Regions from separate parts of the Mus musculus genome. Here region 2 is linked to region 1. The links are chromatin contacts, called in public HiChIP or PLAC-seq maps. All regions are on one chromosome and are shown on one strand. The core of a region is the stretch at or near the end of the contact, and the rest is flanking DNA. Distances in the headings are between cores, read along the strand shown. Region 1 overlaps Sh3rf1 (SH3 domain containing ring finger 1). Region 2 overlaps Palld (palladin, cytoskeletal associated protein).

The links. HiChIP or PLAC-seq counts read pairs in DNA pulled down with a chosen protein or histone mark.
Region 2: an H3K27ac HiChIP or PLAC-seq map of embryonic stem cells shows a contact between it and region 1, with 2.6 times the contacts expected there. The contact joins two enhancer-like sites. A contact is called at or near these places in 3 of 484 Hi-C or Micro-C datasets (3T3-L1-derived adipocytes, the G1E-ER4 cell line and embryonic stem cells) and 8 of 115 datasets of contacts at active chromatin or transcription factors (differentiating embryonic stem cells, embryonic basal ganglia, embryonic hindbrain and 5 more).

What each region holds. Positions count from the first base shown.
Region 1 is chr8:61,241,350-61,245,591 of GRCm38.p6, reverse strand. The region is part of intron 2 of Sh3rf1 (SH3 domain containing ring finger 1); the gene reads right to left. Among named protein-coding and RNA genes, the nearest start is that of Sh3rf1, 19 kb to the right of the region's middle. Within about 2 kb of position 2,196, at least 14 of the 459 cell types and tissues checked have an H3K27ac peak or open chromatin away from gene starts, as enhancers often do. A contact at or near this core is called in embryonic stem cells, where this site is marked.
Region 2 is chr8:61,514,510-61,518,751 of GRCm38.p6, reverse strand. It overlaps Palld (palladin, cytoskeletal associated protein), which reads left to right. Exons shown (of 22, transcript NM_001293772.2): 19 at 2,010-2,217; 20 at 2,718-2,883; 21 at 3,416-3,549. Among named protein-coding and RNA genes, the nearest start is that of Cbr4, 29 kb to the right of the region's middle. Within about 2 kb of position 2,466, at least 127 of the 459 cell types and tissues checked have an H3K27ac peak or open chromatin away from gene starts, as enhancers often do. A contact at or near this core is called in embryonic stem cells, where this site is marked.

The DNA.
Region 1 (4,242 bases), core at 947-3,446:
GCAGGTATCTACACCCTAGAGCCCCTGGGCCCTTGTCATGTATGCTTCATATCCTAGCTGGTTGGCTTATAATGTGGGAATTGGAAAGGGTCCCTGGGGACTAATTTATTCTTGTAACTGTCCCTTTCTCCTCTCTCTGCTTCATTCTCAAGAATTTTAATTTAATTTTGAATGCTCGTGTTGCCTCTCATGGGATTTAAAGTGAGGAAGTACTGTTGCTAACCATGTCGTTACCTGCGCTTCCAACCATCCAAGGGATTTACTCCCTTAGGAATGACTTAGTGTATAGGCAGCCTGCATGGGAACACAGGCATTTGCTCCCTGAATCATCATCAGCCCAAAGCAGATGCACAAAGACATCGGAAGACATTTGGGAAAGACCAAGATGCCCAGTGGGTTTGGGTCTGTTTTGTCTGGGGAAGGTGAGACAGCCTATCACACGTTTTACCTTTTAGAGGGCTTCCAATTCAACTCAGCAGAACATTTTTTTCCCCTAATAAACGAGGAAAACATGACTTCCAGACCACCATGGTGGGTGTAACACAAAGTTTCAAGCGCCATCCTCGTGAGAACTGCAACTCAGGATTCAATTACAGGCAGGCTTCACGAGCGAGGGCTTACGCGGCCATTGGGTAATACGTTCATGGTTGACTTGAATAATGGAAGAGCCAATGTGATTAAGCTAGCTAGCTAAAAACCCACATGTGGTGGGGCACACCACACTTGCGAAGACATCAACTTGACCGAACGCATTTGGAGCTCTACCAACTCCATCGAGAAGTATTTCCTGAACTGAATACCTAAAACTTTTTATACAAAGAAAAGGATGGGAAGAGAACACGCTTCACATGTACAAACCCCTGAATTCATCAACCCCAGTCCCCTCCTCTCAAATTAAACAAACAGCGGACACACACACACAAACCTATTACTGCTCTAGAGTCCCTTACAACTGAGTACACAGTTAAAAAACTAACATAATTAATTAGAGAACAACCTGATGTCAAATGCAGACATGTAACAAGTTTATTAAGTGCATTACATATGTGTCTAAAACTAAGCATTTGTATAGTTAAAAACGTTTATCAAGAAACAACATTGGATTGACATTTTTATTTTACTTTTTTTATAATCCTTTTTTAAAATTTTTTTTATTTTTACCCGTATAGGGTATGCCAGTATGCCTATGCACCATGTGTGTGCAGTACCGATGCAGGCCAGAAGGCGGCACTCAACCCTCCTGGGACGGAAGCTATAGTTTGTAATGAGCACCCTGTGGGTGCTGTGGATCGAATGCTGGTCCTCTAGGAGATTAGCCAGTGCTCTTAATCCCTGAGAATGCCACTTCTCCAGTCCAGAATGGCATTTTTTAATGCCTGATAAAAGCTGAAAATTGCTGATGCTACTACCATAACGATTACAGAAACAGCAGGAGACAGATAATTGGAAAAAGAAAAAAAAAAAAAAAAGCTCATTTAAGAGACGGTAGAAAATTAAAGAGAACATCTGAAGTCTAGGGAAAGTATGAATGGGCAATGTTATGCTACGTTCTTTCTTTCTTTTTTTAATTTATTAATGTATTTATTTACATCCCAAACACTGCTCCCCCTCTAGGTCCCTCATTCAGAGTCCCCCACCCTACCCCCACCCTACCCCCCACCCCCGCCCCTGCAAAAGCCACCTGAAATCAGTGAAAACAAGCATCGTACTCAGGGGGTCACATGATATCCCAGAGCCCTTTTCAGAACTCTATTACCACTGTCTGAGCACTTGGGGACATGAACCCCAAGAAGATGAGCAGGAGCTGTAGATCGGCCAAAGGTGGGTGACTGGTCAAGCAAAAAAACGGTTGGATTCTATCCCTCAGAACGTTACTTAGTGGAGCTAAAAGAGGGTAGGGAGGAGCTGGGGCTGGACAACTGCCTGCAAGGTCAAGGGCAGACAAGAGAAGGAAACTTCTTTTCCATTAAAATAGGACAGGGCATGAGATTCTATTACAGGGACCAGGATTTAATCTAGATACAAAGAGAACTTCCGGGCTAGGATTAACAAAGCTCTGGGAGAAATCACCACCAACAAGCAGTTGAGACATCCTTTATTAAAAATTTGTAAAAATACCGTAATGACTATTGTCGTGAAGTGGTGTCCTTTCTTTAGCCTACACAATGAGCCAGGGACCGTGTTGACTATAAATAGCAGCTCATTAGGAAATATGTAATGCTACGGACCGCTGAAGCACATGGGGGCTCTCTGGAGGTGCAGCTCCAAAACTCATTAGAAAGCTATCAGTTATATAAATACAGGTGCTTACATGTGATTAAGATCAGGAAAGTGGCTGTCACATTAAAAGCAAACAAACAAACAAATCCACAGTCACTGTAGATAGGAAAGGAAAACAATCAAAACATCCATCGGTAAGTAGAGAAACCGGACCCAGAAAGGCTCAACTTCCCAACACGTACGCACGCACGCACGCACGCACGCACGCACGCACACACGCACACACGCACACACCACGCATGCGCATGCTCCTTTTCTTTCCTGTCTCTCTTTTGGACGCTAGCTAGCACCAGTGATGCTTTCTTGATACTTTGGGTTTCCTTAAACCCCAACCCCTTGCCACTAGGCTGTCTCCCGCCCTGGGGCAGCCCTTTAAGGGAGCAACTCGAACAGCAGCGCTATTTCCCTTCTCTCTTCATTCTCCCCCTCTGGGCGGTTGCTGAGATTTAAAGTTTGCCTGCCCTGTGGTGTTTTTCTCTTACGCACTAATAAAATTGTCCTTGGGCTCAAAAAAATATATTAAAAAGGAGAAAATCAGAATTGCATTACATTGCACACTTACTGAAAGATCCAGAGCCTGCTGGACAGGGGATCCTGACTCACTCCTGAAGGCTCTGGGGGAAAGACTTGTCTTCTAGCCTGAGATCTTAGAAGGTAAGTCCTTAGAGAAGAGATAGCCGTTGGCAGACAGCATGAACTTGAGGTAGTTACAGGGCCCTAGAAACTCTCTTTTGTTCCCAGGTACCACCGATGAAGGACCCTACATTACCATGTCCTCCTTCCACGGTTTACGGTCACCAGAGGCTCCAAGCAACAGGCCAGAAGATCATGGACTGAGGCCTTTGCAACAGTGAGCCAAAATAAACCTTTCTTCTTTTTAGGCTGACTGTCTGGAGCATTTTGTCATAGTAAAGAGTTGCTGACTAACCAGCATGGCCCTAAGTCTTTTCAATTTTCATCTAAAGAATTAAGCATCTTAAAGTCTTTCAGCTATTTTTTTTCCTACATCACAGGAAATGAGAAAGGGGTGCAAGGAAGAGGAGAGGGGATGGGAGGCTGACAACAATCAGAATAGCAATGACAGAGAATGCATTATATCCTGCTGGCCAGACCTTGCAGTAGACAGACAGACAGACTGTGGCAGTAGACAGGGGAAGGAGGAGGCTCCAGACAGTGCTTGTCATCATCATCTCTTTTTGCAGATGAGACCCAGAGACCTTACCACTTGTAGTCACGAACTTAGGAACTGCTTAGGTACCTAAAGCTTAAGGTGGCCGTTTAAAACAGAACAAAAGGCCCTACCGCATTGACATCGCAAAGGTTAGCCATTAAACTACCAGGACCCCACACATCCTCAAGTGCAGTTTGCATGATAGTGCAGGGCCATATAGAACTAAAAGTTCTCATTTCTAGGAAGATAAAATGAAAGGTTCCGGTTACTGGGCAAATACCAGGTCCCAAATACTTAAGGTATTTTACAATTATTCAGTCAAATGAAGAAACATGCAAACGCGCGCGCGCACGCGCGCGCACAGACACACACACACACACAGGAAGTAAGCTGCCCATGAGCAATGCACATAACAAGGTCTGGAAGGTCTGCCTGGTGCTAACTAAATCCATCTCCAGGCTTTACATTCTCTACCCAGCAAGACGCAGAGTTCATAAAAAATGAAGCAGAGGAAGAAATCAATTCTTCAGCGTTCCCCCTAAATGCGTTCGTAAAGATCCTGTGCCCTTTGGCATCCCCTCCCCCACCCCCCTTCATTCAATCAAACCTCCTTCTGTCTCCCAGGCTCATGTGCCTGACCTCAGCTCCCGGAACATATTTGACCCTCACTCCCCTGGCTTACCCTCTGTGACTCTGCATAATTATCAACAGCATCCCTTCACAGTGCCCCACTGTAGATGACGGACTCAATAATGAACATCCCGTGCCCCTACACACACACACTGTCTGTC
Region 2 (4,242 bases), core at 1,217-3,716, 270 kb before region 1:
TCAGAAAAACAAGGAAAGGAAAGAAACTAAGGAAAATGTGTAATTTTTTTAATGTACACTGCATCCCATAGGAGTACAATTAGAGCAAGTCTGATCTTAAAACAAAAGCAGGTAGCAAGAGTGGGTGTGGCCGATATGCTGATATGTAGCGCTCTGATAACTATCTATTGCTCTAAGCAGCAACATAGACATCCTTTCACCTCTGCCATTAAAAGGATATTGAGAGTTAAAATAATCACTAGTTGAATTCACTATAACGATATGACCTGGATAGAGAAAATATGGAAGTCAGCAGGAATGGTGGCACAAGTCCGTAATCCTGGCACTGCGTTAGGCAGAAATGGGAGGATCACAAGGTCAACAGCATTCTTGGCTACGTAATAATTCGACACCAGCCTAGGCCACAAGAAGGAAGGAAAGAAAGGACACAGGTGTCCAGCCATATGAACAGACATGCCACACTGCTACCTACTTCGAAGGAAAATTTCCGTGTATTTAAGATTTGAAAGAGGAAAAAGTCATAATAAGTCAAACACCGAATGGAGCCCCTCCCGCCACAGCCCCTGCAGTACATTCACAGGCTCTATCCTTCACTCAGCTGTAAGCCTGCTCGGTGGGAACGCTTCATGATAGATAACAAGTGTGCTCTTCTCTCTGCGTCTGCACATGGATCAAGAGGACCAACTGCTCAGACTGTGGCCGACCTGTGGTGACCTTTAGTTCCTGATACCATATTGTGCTATGCTCTGCTCTCTGACTCACTGGGAGAGCTGCAGTGACAATGACGAGAACAGGGCATGCTCACTCTGCTTGAGTAACGTCGCCCCCTGGAACTGCTCCTCTGCAAACTTCCTGTTTTGAAAGGACCCGGTCAACACCTTCCTGCCCTAGGGCCACAAATCCTGCTTGTCCATTATCAAACCCAGAAAAATGGGAACAAACTATAAGCTCCCCAGGACCTGGAGCCCAGTCATAACTATCTATCTACTCTGATATTTCTGTACCACTTCTAGTGTCTTCCCACGGGGAGAGGGTACATGAGGAGAAACCACTTCCTAACTACTGCTCTTTCGAAACCCCACCCCTTTAACCCATGACGTAATTGCGCTTTTTCCCCTTACATTCTCCAGATGTGACTACATGTGTCCGAGACACCTTGTTGGTAGCAGGAATGAGTACTTACCATGGGGCAGGAGGAACTGTACGGGTTCTCTGGCTGATTTAGACAAGGCTAGTGTTTCAAAGGAACCGTTTCATAATCCAATAGTTTTATGATTGTTTTATGATCCAATAGTCTTTGGGTAGCAGAATACATCATTTCCCACTAGTAGAGTAGGAGGAAGGAGGAATATCAACTCTTCCTCACTTCTCTTCTATCCTAAAGTCAAGGGCAGCCCTATACAAAGCCAGCAGATGGCCACTGCCCCTCCCTTTAACAATGCAAGGGGGACTAGCCATTGAATGCTTTGGCCTGCTCTCTGTTCAACACAACTGCCAAGCTCTTAAGGTTTTCAGGATGTCTCCATTGTGATGCTAATTTGTCTGACTTTCTGGGCAATTTCAAATTGCTCTGGTTATTCACTTTCAAAGATTATAAAATAATAATAGGTCTGTGTCACATGCATCTCCATGGTGATGGCCAGTCCTTGGTGGGAAGCTTTCCAGCTGAGTGTTACTGTTATAAAGGCTGCACCTCCCGTGTTTCCAAAGAGCTCAGAGCTCGGTGCCATCATCACCTGGGAATGTTTATAGTCTTAGGTGAGGTAAGAAGATGACAGAAATATGTTTTAATCCCCGTTTTACTTACCTCCGAATTGTTCTAGAAAAGATGTTTAGAAGTGTATCTCTCAGTGCTCATGGGAACCACGGGAAGGTTTTAAACAAGAGAGTAACATGGAAAAGCCATTGTTTGTGCTACCGGAGGACGAACTGACTCTGGATCCGTAACTCTTGGTGATTTGATGGTTTTACTACTGGAGAAGTTCATGTGTGTCTCCTTTCTGGTGTAGGTCAGTGGGTTACCAACCCCAGATCTCAGCTGGCAACTAGATGGAAAGCCCATACGCCCCGACAGTGCTCACAAGATGCTGGTCCGTGAGAATGGGGTCCACTCCCTCATTATAGAGCCAGTCACGTCCCGGGACGCCGGCATCTACACATGTATTGCCACCAACAGAGCAGGACAGAACTCGTTTAACCTGGAGCTTGTGGTTGCTGGTAGGTGGCCTGTGATTTCTTTCTCACTGCTGAAACAAGTTAGTGGGCAAAGAAATGAATTCTGTGGTCAAGTAATGACTTTATGAGTTCCAAATTTTAAATCTTCAAAAAAAAAAAGGCATTTCAGGTGGCAGCCAGGGAATCCTGGTGCTGAAATACTCGGCACCACTAGGTGGCAGCAGTAGGTAAGGCCTGTGCGAGCCTGTTGACTTAATTAGAGCAATGCTCTCGCAGCTGCTAGCAATGACTCCGAATCTCTGAGGCCTGTCAGGCAGGCATTCTGAGGAGCAGATGGCCGGGCACTATGTGGGCCTATCAGTCTTGAATTAATTGAGGAAATAACGTGAGTGGAATGAAGCGTACAGACCTTTGCTTGAGGGGAGGGCTAACCTCTTACCACCCGACGTGAAAACAGTACTTCATCTTTCTAAAGCTCCCGAGTTCCTCGCAGTGACCCTTTGGCATGCCACTAACAGATCATTCCTCTCGTGTTCCCTTAGCTAAGGAAGCACACAAGGCCCCTGTGTTTATGGAGAAGCTACAGAACACGGGGGTTGCTGATGGATACCCAGTGCGGCTGGAATGCCGTGTCTCGGGAGTGCCGCCACCTCAGATATTTTGGAAGAAAGAAAATGAATCGCTCACTCACAGCACTGAGCGAGTAAGGTAAGACTGCACGGTGGCTTCGTCTACCTCAGAACTTGCACAGTCCCGGTGCTAGCTGAAACGACGCATCAGATACTGCATGCAAATCGGTGAGCGTAAAAGCCATGTACGTTATCATCAGTGATGTGCAAGACGAGAGCCACACTTCGTCCAAATGTAGGCTTAAGCTTTGGAAGAGAGCAATTTTGGGATGTGACAAAGCAGATTCTGACTTAACCTGGCTGCATTTTTGAAATGTGTATATCAGAAAGAAAAGATAGATTCGTTTGCTCCCATGGTGGTGGCCCAGCCTGTGGTTTTGTAAAGGCGGGTCTTCCCTTAAGAATTAGTGCATGGATTTACTCGCCCTCTTGAGGTCTGCTCTGCTCTCCCATTAACTTAATGGGGCTAGCTGCCTCTCTAGAATAAGTATGATCCTATTATCTGCTGCTCGCACAATTCCGTTTCTAATGACCTAATTAAAAATGATGCTTCATGTCCAAAGCCACTTTTTAAAAATGTAGAGCCCTAATGACTTTATCTTTTTCCGCAGCATGCACCAGGATAATCATGGCTACATCTGCCTGCTCATCCAGGGAGCCACAAAGGAAGACGCTGGGTGGTACACTGTGTCCGCCAAGAACGAAGCAGGCATTGTGTCCTGCACTGCCCGGCTGGATGTCTACAGTGAGTGCGCCTCATTTCATCTCGGTGCATTTCACACACTGAATGGTTAAGAATGAGATGGCAGAGTGATATATCTCATTACTCTAAGCTTTACATTTCTAAGTTAATATGCCAGGATTTTATTTGCCAAAAAAAAATTCATATTACTCTTTCTCTTTCTGTTTGTAGTTTCCCGACATTAATAGTGAAACCCTTCCAGGAGAACAAACACCCAAGTATCTCCAGGGTCTTTGATTGATTAGCGAGATGTGCATGTTGGTTTCTTAGGCTGGCTGGTCAGCTGCGCCTTTCTCACTTCAGCATCGTAGGGGTTAACATAAAGGCATCCGCATCTTTCACATTTTCTTATTTGTGTATTCTGCAAGTGACTGTCTCTAACCATTTCCTCCCAAATCATATTTTTTTCCGTGTCTTGGGGTAGTTTTAACATGGCTATACCTTGATTCTGGAATGTGGACTTACATAGCTAAGCGCTTTCCTCATTAAAATATCTTCAGCAGCTCTTGGCAGTAGACTCTTGAATGTGTGTATGTGTGTTTGTATACATGCATCCTAAATTAAAAAAAAAAAAACCCTACCAACTCAATTTCAGGACTACAACAGAATTATATGACCCATTGATATAAAGATAAATAAATAAAAACACTAGAAAATATTTCTTTTAATTCCAAGAAAATTACCTCTGCTTGAGAA